Regions from separate parts of the Mus musculus genome. Here regions 2 and 3 are each linked to region 1. A link is a contact called in public HiChIP or PLAC-seq data. All regions are on one chromosome and are shown on one strand. Each heading gives the region's core, a stretch centred on a gene start, on an enhancer-like site or on the middle of the called end of the contact. The rest is flanking DNA. Distances are from core to core; before and after follow the strand shown. Region 1 has its middle 49 kb from the start of A230001M10Rik. Region 2 has its middle 34 kb from the start of Gm40112. Region 3 overlaps Tspan2 (tetraspanin 2).

Region 1 (4,410 bases), core at 74-2,573:
TATGCATGCATATACATCTCTATATAAAAATTTTAAAATTATTGTTTGCAATAAGTGCACTGCCTGAATGTGTGTATGTGTACCATAGGTATATACTGCACTTATTGATGTCAGAAGAGGGTATTGGATACCATGGAGTTACACACAGCTGTGAGCTGCCATGTAGGAGCTGAGAAACAGAGCCCCAGGTCATCTGTAAAAATAACTAACTCTATCAACCACAGAGCCAACTCTCCAACTCTGTTCTTCCATCTAAGTTTAGTCAGAGAGTAAGGATTCCCACTAGGAAAAATAGGCTCCTGGGATAGAGATATGACCTGAGAGTGACCCATCTCATTGCACTCTCGCTGACCGAAGTGGAAATCCCCAGGCCCTACTGTCCACAGCACTAGAGGTCCCTGTCCCAGCCCAAGGACAATGTAACCATGGCAATCCTTGGTGCCATCTAAAAGAAGTCAATCGCAGGGAGTGTAAGAAGAGGGTTAGGGCTGTTTGAGAATGGATGTTATCTGACTTCCCACAGATTTACATTCAGTTCAAAGCCCTGAGGACCCCTGTGTGAAAAACAGTGCATTAGGGAAAGAGGATGAGAAGAAACGAGGATTGGGTGGGAAAGGACATGGGCCAGGGAAGAGAGAGCAGAGGCAAGAGGAGCCGTGGAGACTGGGAAGTCCAAAAGAGGCAAAGGCTTTCTGTGGGGTTAACGTTCCTTGCGGGACCTTGGTCGGCTCCAAGCGTGCTCCGCCCCTAGGTGGTGCTGTGTAGTCAGCAAGAGCAGGAAACAACCATTGTTGGAAGCAAGATATTTCTCTTTGATACGAGGGCTGGCTGGACTCTGCTCTCCCATACTACTCTAGATGAACCCAGGAGTTGGTCCCTGTCTGCCTCCATTCTCCTTACTCTTATCCCATCCTCTAGGAACTTTCTGGATACTGCGTCCTGGATGCTCTCAAGAAATCCATTAAATGGGCAGTGTTACCTTTTATTATCTTTTATCCGTAGATGAAAATAACGTGCCCGAAACTCGGAGTGAGAAGCTCAAAGTTTCTCTGCCCGGAGAAGGTTTAAATTCAGATCTGGGGACAATTTACGAGCCTACGGGGTTAGCTCATGCTGGACTCCCGAAGGCCACCTCTGGGACTCTGAACCTCGCTGGTGTATCTTTCCTGCGGGCTTACATGGGGCCAGCCTGGCGGCCACCTGGCTCTCTATCAATCAAGCAGCCTTGATGGAGCGGGGACCACATTGTGTACAGAGCCCTGCCCCAGCCCTTGGCAGAGGGAGTCACAGGTGGCTTGTCAGGAGGGAGGTGGATTACTGTGAGTCATTCCTTCCCCAAGGAACCTATGGCAGATTCCTTGCTCATTGGTCACTAGGGTGACACAGCTGAGTGTGAGTAACCAGAGAGGGGGAGGGGCAAAAGGGAAGAAGAGCGGGAACTCTCTAAATCATCGCAGCTGTGAGGCATCCTAAAACAAGGAAGGTTTCTTTTCCAGTTCAATTTAAACCTGTCAAGACCTGTGGACGTTACAGGCCAATGACCCAAGAAGTAAATGGAATTTTTATATAATTATTAATTGGCACCGAAATTGTACAAATTCCGAATTAAAAAATATATATTAGTCAATGTTATTAGGGTGTAACAGTAATCTTTAAAAAGAAAACATAGCTGTAGAGAGCATTGACGAATGTATTCCACATTGGGGGTGGTGAAAAGCAGAAAGGAAGAGGAAACAGAAGCAGAGGAAAAGAAGGGAGAGAAAAGAGAAAGGAAAAAATCTGCCCTGGGGGTCCCACTGGGCTATGTGTCTGGCCCTGGGACCTCTGGCCTCTGCTTTGTCTATTTCTCCTCTACATGGCTACAGGTTTTCTCTCTCTGCATTCATATTTTGCCAGGTGCTTAACATAGAGGCAGACACACAAGACTTCTAAAAGGCACTTGCCTATCAACACTGCTATCAAACTTGCAGGGAAAGAAAACAGGATTCAAAGGTGTATTATTTTTCCCCATGCTTACTGGCAGCAAGCATAGTGATTTTTCACTGTGCTTTAAAAAAAAAAAAAGATTGATTGGTTAATTATCAATTCAGGTTATAACCTGCACCAAGCACTTCTTTAGACAGTTACTAAGTGGCTGAGTGAGTTTTCTGGAGTTGAGTAGATATGGGATAGAGGCAAGCCAACTGCAAGTTTGATAGCAGTGTTGATAGGCAAGTGCCTTTTAGAAGTCTTGTGTGTCTGCCTCTATGTTAAGCACCTGGCAAGTTGCAGAAGTAATAAAGAAAGAATTAAGGAGAAAAACGAGATCGAGATGATATATAATTATGCTTCCTTACCTTTAAGCTCTTCAAGGCTCATCAAACAAAGGGCACGCTCATCTTGCACGAGGAAAAGAGGGCCGCTTCTGATACATCTGGTGAATTCATCTGTTGTCAGAGAAGGTGCAGCCAAGGGTCCAGAGGAATGACCTTCTCTAGGCTCTTTCTGCAAACTGTCTGCGTTTTATCAATGGTCTTGACTTCATAAAACAAAACAGCATGAGAGGCAGTTATCCAAGCGCGTGAGCTTCCAACTGTCAGGATACAGACAGGCAAGAGTCCTGGAGGCAAGCAGCCTGTGACCTCAGACATAGGAGGCCCTCAGATTCATTTGCTTCGGGTGTTGAAATCAAGCAAGAAAGCAGTTACTGTTGAGTGTTAGTGCTATTCCAACCTCAATGAGATTTTATCTATGGGGAGAAAGATTAGGGGAGACCAAATTTATTGTCATTCAGAGGAAGTATTTATAAACTTGGCAGAGTCTCATGCGAGAGAGTAGAACAAAGGCTGCCAAACAGATTCATAAATCGAAACGAATGACCTGAAAGTATTTTCCGCTGCATACACGTGGTTCTATATGCACTGTGCCGCTCCAGCTCAGCACTGGATTGCCCTGTGTGGTGCTGATGTTGCTATCTCCGTTGTAGGCATGGGGTAGGGTGGGGAAGCTTGAAATCGTACCAGCTAAAATCAGGACAGAGCAGAAAGGATGCTGTGAGGACAAGGCTGCTGTCAGTGTAGACTGTTCCTGAGCTGTTGCAGAGAAAATAACAAGGGTAACGCTGGGGGAAAAACTGCAAGTGGGCTAGATCTGACTGGGGAGAACATAAAAGAAAGAATAACAGCATAAAATAAAAGGATGTGGTAGGATGATGAAGGAAATTGACCTGCAAAGCATATGGGCCTGATTTTGCTAATAAAGTTTTATTGGAAACAATGATGCTCATTTGTTTACTGTTTGTTAAGCTTGTTTTCATGAAAGACAAAGCTGCATTCATCGTAGCACAGACCATAAAAACCACGAACCTAAAAATATTTACTATCTAGCTCTTTATAGAAACAATTGATAAGTTTTGGCTTTAACTATGGTCCTTACACCTCTCTATGCCCATCGTGGGCAGCAGCTCTCTCCCAGGGTTTCTTTGAACTCTTGGCAAAGCCTTATACTTCTCTACCTGGCAACTATTTGTATTTATTTTGAATGTACTCTGATGCTTGCCAGTTTACTCTTGGAAAAGGAAGTATATTAAGCATTCTATTAAAAGGAAACTAGAAGCTGTATTCACATAGAGAAAATGTGGAGAGGTAATGACGGAGATCTGTGATACCTGTTCAAGCCCAGGAACACTGAGGATTGCAGGCAAACCAATGTCACAATGTAAAGCATGGGCAGGACACATGTTTTTTCCCTCTAAGCCTTCAGAAGGAATCCATCTGCCACTACCTTGGTCTTATCTTTGGAGCCTGCAAGACTGAGAGGGAATGCCTTCATGTTACTTGAGCAAAGTGGTCGCTTGTACTTTGTTAAAAAGGGCCCTAGAAAAGCAACAAAGGTGTAGTGTTTTCCAAGACAGATCTTGGTTGATGCAGAGGATGTAGCTCAGTCTGTAGAGTGCCAGATGTATGTAGCAAAGGCCCTGGGTTCTATTTCTATCACCCCTAACCCAGGGTGGCCCACAGATCTGTGATCCCAGCCATTCCGAAGGTTGAAGGAAGTAGTGAACCAGTTATGGCTCACCCAGACTGCAGCATAGCATGTTTTGAGACAAACCACAATCGACTTCTCACACTGATCATCAGCCAAGGGTCAACCATGCCTTCCAGAAGGACACCTGTGACACATTCTTCATCTTCAGTCTGAACATGCTGATCTCAGAGGGATCTGTGAATATTTGTTTTTTTCTATCAGTATAATTTCAACTGATAGACAAACTTCCTGGTATCTGAGTTTTACTACTGGGGTTGCCTGTTTCTGATAATTCTTCTGTCTTCCATCAAGATTCTGGAACAATCTTCACATTTTATGTCAACATGAAGTGTAGATAAGCCTTGAAAAATGATACCGTCATTCTGATCTGTGATGGTTTCTATG
Region 2 (4,049 bases), core at 19-2,518, 350 kb after region 1:
GGAGCTTAGACATAGGCACCAGCACAGAGCTGGGGTACACAGAAAAGGGAGCAACGGAATTCCCTGAGCATGGCCAGAAAATGCTTTGCAATGAGCAGCCTGCTAAAGAATGACTAAGGTTTGCTCCAGATGTGAGAAGACTGCTTCAGAGGGAGGAAGCCGAGTATGCAAAGGCAGTGTGGCTCAGGCAAGAGTAACTTTATACTCTCTCCAGTCCCAGGTGAGATCCTGGATGAGCAACACATGCTATGCCAGGTTCTCTGAGGCTCAAAATACGGGGTCTTAAGCCCCAAGAAAGGTGGAGGGAACACGCATGGAGTCCACGATCCTTCAGCCCGGGGACCCTCCTGCAGAGAACAACCTGTATCCAATATTCAGAACCATAGGCCGGTCAGCTGGAGTCACATTAGGGGGACAAGGAAAATGATCCCTTTCTAGAGAGGCCTTCATACGCCAGCAGTCATGGCCCTGGTCAGATATTGCGTAGAAACACCACCCAGAAAAGGATCCTCGGAAATCATGCCAATTCAATCAGCACAACTTGGTGTGTGATGTTCCAGACAGAGATGTTACAGAAATGTCACATTTATTCTTCTATCACCCTCATAGAGGAGGTTAATTTACAAGTGAGAAAAATGGCAGTCAAATATCCTGCCCAAGGCTCGGCATGATTAGTAAGTGAGAGTGAGAAAGGTCCGAGGACTTTCTGGGCCATATTTCCCTGCTGGTACTACACCGTTGCCCTAGACATGCACACATGCACATGCACACACACATACGCACGTGGAGGCAGAGGGCTGAAGAGTCTCCAACTGAAACAAATTCTACATAAAGCAAGTTCCGGACAGCCCTCAGAGGCACTTCAAATCTGTATCACTCCTCAGGCAGGCACCCCAGCACCCCACATGCATGTATGAGAATAGAAAAGTTGTGGATGAACAATTAGAATAAAGAAGCTGACGACGGGTATCTCAGAGAAAACCGACTAACAGGCTAAGATCCTAATATGGCTGGCCTAATCTCTAGCACAGATGTCCCAAAAGGCTGAACTGACCTGGAGAATTAAAGATAAGACATGGAGAAAGTGGCCCTCGGAGGTGATCACTCTGAAAATCACCTGTCCTCCAACCACAGGAAGGAACTGCAGAATTTGAACTTGTGAGTCATCCCGTTTATCTGTACCACCTCTGTTGAGTCATTGTTAACCAGTGAGCCTGCCCTTGTGTAAGGTGTGTGTTTGCATCTGGGCCCACACATTCAGCAGACAGCACCAGCCAGGGTGACTCATGAGTCCTCACATTTTGTCACCATTAAGTCTTGTCAGAGATTCTCTATGCTTGTCTGACTCCAGAGAGAATGTTTTTCCACAAACGGGAAGCCAGGGCGCAGGACGGGAAACCCCTCCACCAGCTATGTCTGAGTGTGTTCATCTCTCCTCAGAGTTCATCCACCAACTGCCCCCTCTTCCTTCTGCTGTCTTCAGCTTCTGTCAGTTCCTAGAAGATTGGCAGGAAACATAGTTTCACTGCGGGCCATCACTGTCTATTTCAAAACTCTTCAGGGTCTCAAAAGATCCCTGGTTCCTCTCATACACTCTTCTGAAAGTCTATTCATAGTCTTTGCCAATGATGTCATTCCTCACAGGAAAACCAAATGCACATCTTCACATGTTACTCACTGCCCAAAACCCTCCCATCTTCTACCATACACAGACCTGTAAATGTTGGTTTCCTCCACACACACACCAAATGTTATGTCTCTAATAATGTCCACTGTGTTTCCAGTCACACACAAGTCAAGCGGAACAGGTAAAATGTGGTCACAGCTGAGCAGTCCAGGGATGAGACCCAACCTAACCCGTGTCTGTCTGGATCACCTTCCTGGGATATTATGAACAGACTTGCTCAGGAATGACAATCTTAGCATCTGTGCCTTCCACAGGTAAATTGAAAGCTGAGGTGAGATGGGGAGACGGGAGCTGCTTCCCCAAGCCATAACCAGGAAAGCCCAAACAGTGGGTCCATGGTAAGGGGAGATAAAGCTTACCTGAGAAGTGGGGCTGAGAGAAAACCCACTCACTCCTGAGTCCCTAGGGCTTAGAACCCAGAAGGTGCTCTCCCCGGTGTTAGCCCTCAAGCATGGAAGGCAGTAGATGAAAGAGTTAAATGTCCACTTACATTGAAAAAAAAATATGACTGAAAATGTCTGAGTCACAGAGTACCTACAATCATATACTATTTCAGAAATGGTTTTTCCTGTACTCATAAAATGTCCTCCTCCAAGTTCTTCATCTTTACCTTTAGTGTGAGTTCCTGGGTCTCCCCGGATCCATCTTCTGCATTACCAGACATCCATTTCCAGAGTGTCAACACAGTTTTCTGTGGATGTTGTTTGGCATTATTTTTAAGTCAATCCCAGGATGTCACTACATGCCACAGAAAGAAGTGACAGAGACACAGAAGGCATGGAGAGGGGAAAGGAGGGATGGATTTTTAACTTCAAACGCATTACTCTTTTTCTTCTGCAAAGTTCTTATTCATGGCCTAAAATTGATTCTCCTCTGAGATCTTGCTTACAATTGCATCTGTTACTTGCGATAGGAATATGTATAACCAGCGATTTTTTCCTATAAAATATGTCTAAAGATTTCAAAAACCCTTCGAATGGACTTTGGTTGGGTTTGTTTCAGGCCAGGCCTTAACCGTACCCCTACACTGTCATTCCAATCAACTAAGAGAGAGTTCACTGTGACGGGAGAGCTTTCCAGTGGCATGGAACATTGAGCTGTTCCCTTGGAGCCACTTGGTTAAATCCTTACATGTTGGTATTAGTGTATTCATATGGTATTATAGTCATTACTGTATCTCATTTCAACTGTACAGGCACCACTTGAGGCTGCACTGTGGTTTTTATTCCTCAGATGGTATGATCAAGATCTCCAAGAGATAAGCTTGCCTCAGGCCACACTGTGTATAGGAAGACGGCCAGGTTTTATATATATGTTCATACTATTCTCTTGGCTGGTAGAATATGGATCTGGCCTTCATCTTTACGTGAGGGTTCTTACTTGCACCTGAGCAGTCGCTTGCTTCCCAGATGGATCTTGGCACACCCCTCCCCCTTGTCTAAGAAGGAAAGAAGCACATAGCTACTTTCCTCTGTGAGACAGCAAAGCTCACCAAGTGCCTTGGAGGAAAGCCGAACTATAATCTTACAGAGCAACAACCACCGTGGGCCAGGATTTATGCGTCATTTTATGACCAAAATTTCTCAACTCAGGTAGCTGTGACCCGCAGAGAAAAGGAAGCTTAAAATAACCAAGAATCACTGGGTCATGGCGCACACCTTTAACCCTAGCACTTGGAAGGCAGAGGCAGGCAAATCTCTGAGTTCGAGGCCAATCTGGTCTACAGAGAGGAAGTTCCAGGACAGCCAGGGCTGCACAGAGAAACCCTGTCTTGGAAAAAAAAAAAAACAAAGACAAAGGAAGAGGAAGAAGAGAAGGAAGAAGAAGAGGAGGAGGAGGAAGAGGAGGAGGAAAAAGAGGAGGGAGAGGGAGAGGAAGAAGAGGAGGAAGAGGATGAGGGAGAGAAGAAGGAAGAGGATGAGGAGAAGGAAGAAGAGGGGGAAGAAGAGGAAGAGGATGCAGAGGAGGAAGAAGAGGAAGAGAGAAAAACAAGAACAAAAAGCAAACAAGAAGGGAGGTAGGGGAAGGAAGGAGAGACAGAGATAGACAGAGAGGCAGACAGAATAACAAAGAATCTGAAAGCCTGGATTTCAGGACGAAGACAAAGCTAAGAGAAGGTGGAGAGGGAGTTGAAGGCCAGCCTCGGGTCACCATTCTGACATGGGGCTACTTGTGTAAAGCAAGTATCAGTGCCCACATTGACACAGTCATGGGACATGATTCTACCTCAAGCCTTAACTTGTCTCACTTGTCTTAACTTAAGAGCTCACTTGTCTCTTTAGTTGGAATTTCATGTACTGCATTATTTCTGCGTGCGTGCGTGTGTGTGCGTGTGTGTGTGTGTGTGTGTGTGTGTGTGTGT
Region 3 (4,289 bases), core at 421-2,920, 440 kb after region 1:
TACAGCTTCTGGCAGCCATTTAATCATAGCAGGGAGGAGACAGAAAGAAAGATGAGCGAAGATGGCCACGGACTGGATTCTGACAGCATCACTGTAGTCTCTTCGATGAGTACTAGCCTGGATTTTCAGTCATGTGTCTCACTAAATTTCCATTAGATTCAAGTCCGGTGGAGTGGGTTTCTATGGATGGTCACCATAGAAAGATTCCTGACAAACATGTCACAAACATAACATGAAAAGGCGTCTCTGTGTCTCAGGCCCTGTCCATCCACTTGGCTTAGCTTAGAGAGCAAAGCCGGAATGTTAGAGTAGAGCAGCTGACCCTCCTGCTCACCACAGGGAGCTCTGCGATTGGTAAACACCCAGCCCTGGCTTTCGGCACAGTGGTCAAATACCAACAGAACACTTTAGCTTGACTAAGTTTGTTCAACATTTCTGACTTAAGAGATCACAAGGTATTTTTAGGTTAAATCCAAAACTGTACCTGTGAAACTTTACTTACACCTCAAACCAGCAACACAGATGGAGCTACTCCTGGATCTCTTGCCTCTCCAGCCCTGTAGGACCACCCTCCCTCCCACTGGGTGGGAGGCTCCTTAGCTCACTGATCTGACCTGAAGAGGGAAACAGTCTCATGTAGACCAGGCTGGAATGGAACTTAATAGCTAAACCCTTGATCCTCCTGCCTCCACTTCTGAAGCACTAGGCTCTCAGGTGTGGGCCACTAAGCCTAAATGTTCTGTGTATTTTTCTTTAGAATGTGTTTCTGAGTCATCAGCTCATACCCATTGCCCTTCGGTTAAAGATGTCCTAAACAGGCTTAGCATGCTCAAGTGGTTCTTCAAGACACCAAGCCACAGCCAAGTGCAATGGTACCTGCCCGTGGCCCCAGCTTCTTGGGAATCAAGGAGGATCGCAGGCAAGGGAAGAAGAGAGGGGGAGCCATCCACTCAGCCTAGAGCGAGGAAGCCTCCAGAAAGACACAGAGCATAGCTCTGGGGAGGCAGCAGGCAGGCTTTTGGGGATTGACCCATGTTTGCAAAGATGCTCTCCCTTTTCGAATTCTTCTTTTCCCTCCATGATAATGGAGTTTCTCTCTGTCTCAATGCTCTGTACCAAGTGTCCAAGGCAGACAGAGTGGTAGGCATTAGCCAAAGCAGGGAGACACGAATGCGGGGAAATGAGGACATGGAAGGAGGTAGTCAGACCAACTGCTGCCTGCTGCCTCCATTTGTGTCCCTCTGGGTCAAGGCCAAGGCCTAGCAGCTGACCCAGGGTCTCTGTGTCCCTTGGTTGCCTAGGTGAGGAAGGAAGAGGCTGGCAAGAGCGGGGCTGGCAGGGAGAAAACCTGGGTTACTTGGAGTTTCCTAGACCTTCTCCGTTCCAGTTTCTCTCAGGGAACTCAAGCCCCTGCTCCTTCCTAATTCCAACAACCTGCCCCTCTGATTACCTGTCCTGGCCCCTCCCCATGTTTTGGAAGGGTGAATGCCTCGGGGTCTTCCAGGATCATAGAGTGGGGAATGGTCCTCTCTGCCTCAGGAAGCTGGAGCACATGAGCTCATGTCTGTGAGCCGAGGATGTGAGCAGGTTTCTCCACTGGGGGTGCCCACACAAACAGGAGCCACTTGGCTCTGCAGTCCCAGCCTGGCTACATCTGCCTTTCCCTCTTCGATTCAGAGTCCCGGAGTCTGACTTTGATTGTGGCTGAGGTTGTGTGGAAGGAAAGTGTTCCGTTGCTAACCATTCAGGGGCTGGCTTGCCTTTATAAACACTCTGACTCACTCTGGTAATATTTTTTTAACTTCATATCTGATACCATGCTAGCTGGATAACAGAGACTACCATGTCTGGACAGTTTCTCCAAAGCCATTCTACAAGAATCAGAATAGGTAATTATGCCAGAATTGCAGATCACAACCCTGAAGGAGAGAGGGGACTTAACCATACCCAGTCTCAGCAGCCCAGAGCTCTGGACCCTAGCCTGTTCTTTTATGGGAAACACCCAGGAAGCAGCAATTTTAGAAATCTCAGGAACTCTTCTACCATTTATACATGGCAGATTTCTAGGTAAGAAACTCACTGTTCTGTGTCTCTACTGGAAATGTAGCCTGGGAGTTTGGGGTTCACACTTTGGCTGGATTCCAGTTCACACTTTGGCTGGATTCCAGTTTACCTGTTATAGCTTTGCAGCTTTCATTAGCTGCGCCTCTGGTTCTTTAGATGTGGACTGTGAACGTGCATAAGTGCAGGGCCAACTCAGCTAGAGGTGAGTTATGAACAAATACTAACTCTCAGTACTCACGGACCGAGGGGATGCTGAGGAAAAGCCATCTCATGAGGGAAGACAGCATGCGAGAGGAGCAGTTGGGATGGGCTTAGACCAGCTATCACACGGACCTTCCATCAAGTGGGTTCTTGACCCGTGTCAAGTGCAGAGTACAGGCATCACCTGGAGAGGGCTAGGCCATCAGGAAGTGGTACTTCCCACCAGTGACATGGATGGAATGAGACACGTAACGCACCTGGAATACTAACTGCTATCTGGTAGCTCCTGCGGCTGTTATTTAGAAAGCATCTAACCCTTTCCCATGAGCTCAGACTCATATAGATTCTCCTAAACACATAGATACAGCCAACCCATAGAATTGGTTCACATCCATTGGTTCAGCATCTACAAATCCAAGAAACCCCAGGTCAAAGTTTTTTTTTTTTTTAATGCATCTCTTCTGAACATGGACAGACCTTTTCATGCCATTAATCCCTAAATAGTAAGCCCAACAACTCTAGAACATTTGTGTTGTGCTAGATATGGTAAGTAATCCAGAGATGATTTAGAGGATGTAGGGGGTTGTGGGTGAATTATGTGTAAATATGATGCATTTCATGAGTGGCTCCATGCATCCACTGGTTAGTATGTGAGGGGTCCTGGGACTAAACCCCATGGAGACTGAGTGATGATGGCTGTAATTATGTGCGTCCAAGGGAAACTGGAAGGAAAACTTCTGCACACACACACACACACACACACACACACATATCAAAAAAAAATTAGATGAAAAACCAATCATTAGCAGGTTACATAAGACCATCTGCTGTCAAGATCACTGGCAGTGGCGAACATGCCAATATATCCACTCCCAAGAAGGATTTTAGAAGAGTTTGTGCTGATGAGCCTTGAACAGGCCCTCCTGATCATTTGTTAGCTGAAGCAATGCCTCTAGAAGGGTCTGAACTCTGAGGAGGAGGAGAGATGGACTCATTAGGGAAGTAGGCATCCCTGGGTAAGCTGCTGCTGGTAGCATCTCACTGGCTTCACCAAGCCCAGTCATTAACAATAAAACCCAATTTCAAAGGACTCTCCGTTTTCAAATCAAGAAAAATAGGGACTTAGAAAACATAAGAGACTTATTAAGTAGGTCACATGTTTGTCTTGTGTGCTCTTTGGGAGAGAGGACTCTATGGAAGCCATTTTGGAATTAAAATGTAGTTATAAGCTAATTGATCCATCAGCAGCTCTTTTTAAAACCAGACTTTAAATAAGGTATCCTTGGAAGCCTTGGGGCTTACACTGTACAGATTCAGACAGCCAGATTTGGCAAGCCCAGGGAATTCGTTACATGTCGAAGTTTCCTGTGATTCTCTCCAGCTCCACAGAGAGTCTCATTTTGAACCCAGAGGACGGGCGCATCCTTTCATGCAAACAGAGGCTTGCTACGGAGAGGCCTCAGGAGCAGGAGCTGCTGAGATGCTTAGGTTGTTTTGTCCATACTGGGGTGTTGCGTAGTGTTTGAGTGAGCACATCTCCTGATTGTTGCCAGAGAGACCTAGTGAACTGTACCCACTGGAGAGACCCTCTGACCTAAGTTCTCGGGCCCCTATACCCTGCGAGCCTGTCTTTTCACAACATCCCTTTCCTATCTCAGACCTTCTTGGGATATGAGGCCACATCCCACTTGGCTGACATTGGGGAGCACAGCCTAATACATGTTCATTGCAATGGGACCTCAGGCTGTGTGTCTAAGCCTGTGGAGGGATGAGGCAGTCACTCTGGGACTTTGAATTTATTTCACTGACCACTGGAGAAATATATACTGACTGGAGGTTCTCACCTGAAGATTTGTAGACCTGCAGTCTTCAGAAAACTATAGGAACCTACAAAGGTCCAATTCACACTAGAACAAGGCATGGTCACCAGCTGCCTGGAGTGTAGTATATAATAGATGAGAATTTAGGGAGCTGGTCCATAGGCTGTGACCCCAACTCTTTCTTCACACTGGATCCAACAGCAG

The links. HiChIP or PLAC-seq counts read pairs in DNA pulled down with a chosen protein or histone mark.
Region 2: a FOXA1 HiChIP or PLAC-seq map of pancreatic cancer cells shows a contact between it and region 1. The contact joins two enhancer-like sites. A contact is called at or near these places in 1 of 15 datasets of contacts at CTCF or cohesin (the NIH/3T3 cell line) and 4 of 115 datasets of contacts at active chromatin or transcription factors (embryonic fibroblasts, embryonic limb bud, embryonic stem cells and 1 more).
Region 3: a FOXA1 HiChIP or PLAC-seq map of pancreatic cancer cells shows a contact between it and region 1. The contact joins two enhancer-like sites. A contact is called at or near these places in 2 of 115 datasets of contacts at active chromatin or transcription factors (extraembryonic endoderm stem cells and pancreatic cancer cells).

The regions. Positions count from the first base shown.
Region 1 is chr3:102,309,173-102,313,582 of GRCm38.p6, forward strand. No RefSeq gene overlaps it. Among named protein-coding and RNA genes, the nearest start is that of A230001M10Rik, 49 kb to the left of the region's middle. Within about 2 kb of position 1,324, at least 56 of the 459 cell types and tissues checked have an H3K27ac peak or open chromatin away from gene starts, as enhancers often do. A contact at or near this core is called in pancreatic cancer cells, where this site is marked.
Region 2 is chr3:102,658,308-102,662,356 of GRCm38.p6, forward strand. No RefSeq gene overlaps it. Among named protein-coding and RNA genes, the nearest start is that of Gm40112, 34 kb to the right of the region's middle. Within about 2 kb of position 1,269, at least 32 of the 459 cell types and tissues checked have an H3K27ac peak or open chromatin away from gene starts, as enhancers often do. A contact at or near this core is called in pancreatic cancer cells, where this site is marked.
Region 3 is chr3:102,750,986-102,755,274 of GRCm38.p6, forward strand. The region is part of intron 2 of Tspan2 (tetraspanin 2); the gene reads left to right. Among named protein-coding and RNA genes, the nearest start is that of Tspan2os, 18 kb to the left of the region's middle. Within about 2 kb of position 1,671, at least 23 of the 459 cell types and tissues checked have an H3K27ac peak or open chromatin away from gene starts, as enhancers often do. A contact at or near this core is called in pancreatic cancer cells, where this site is marked.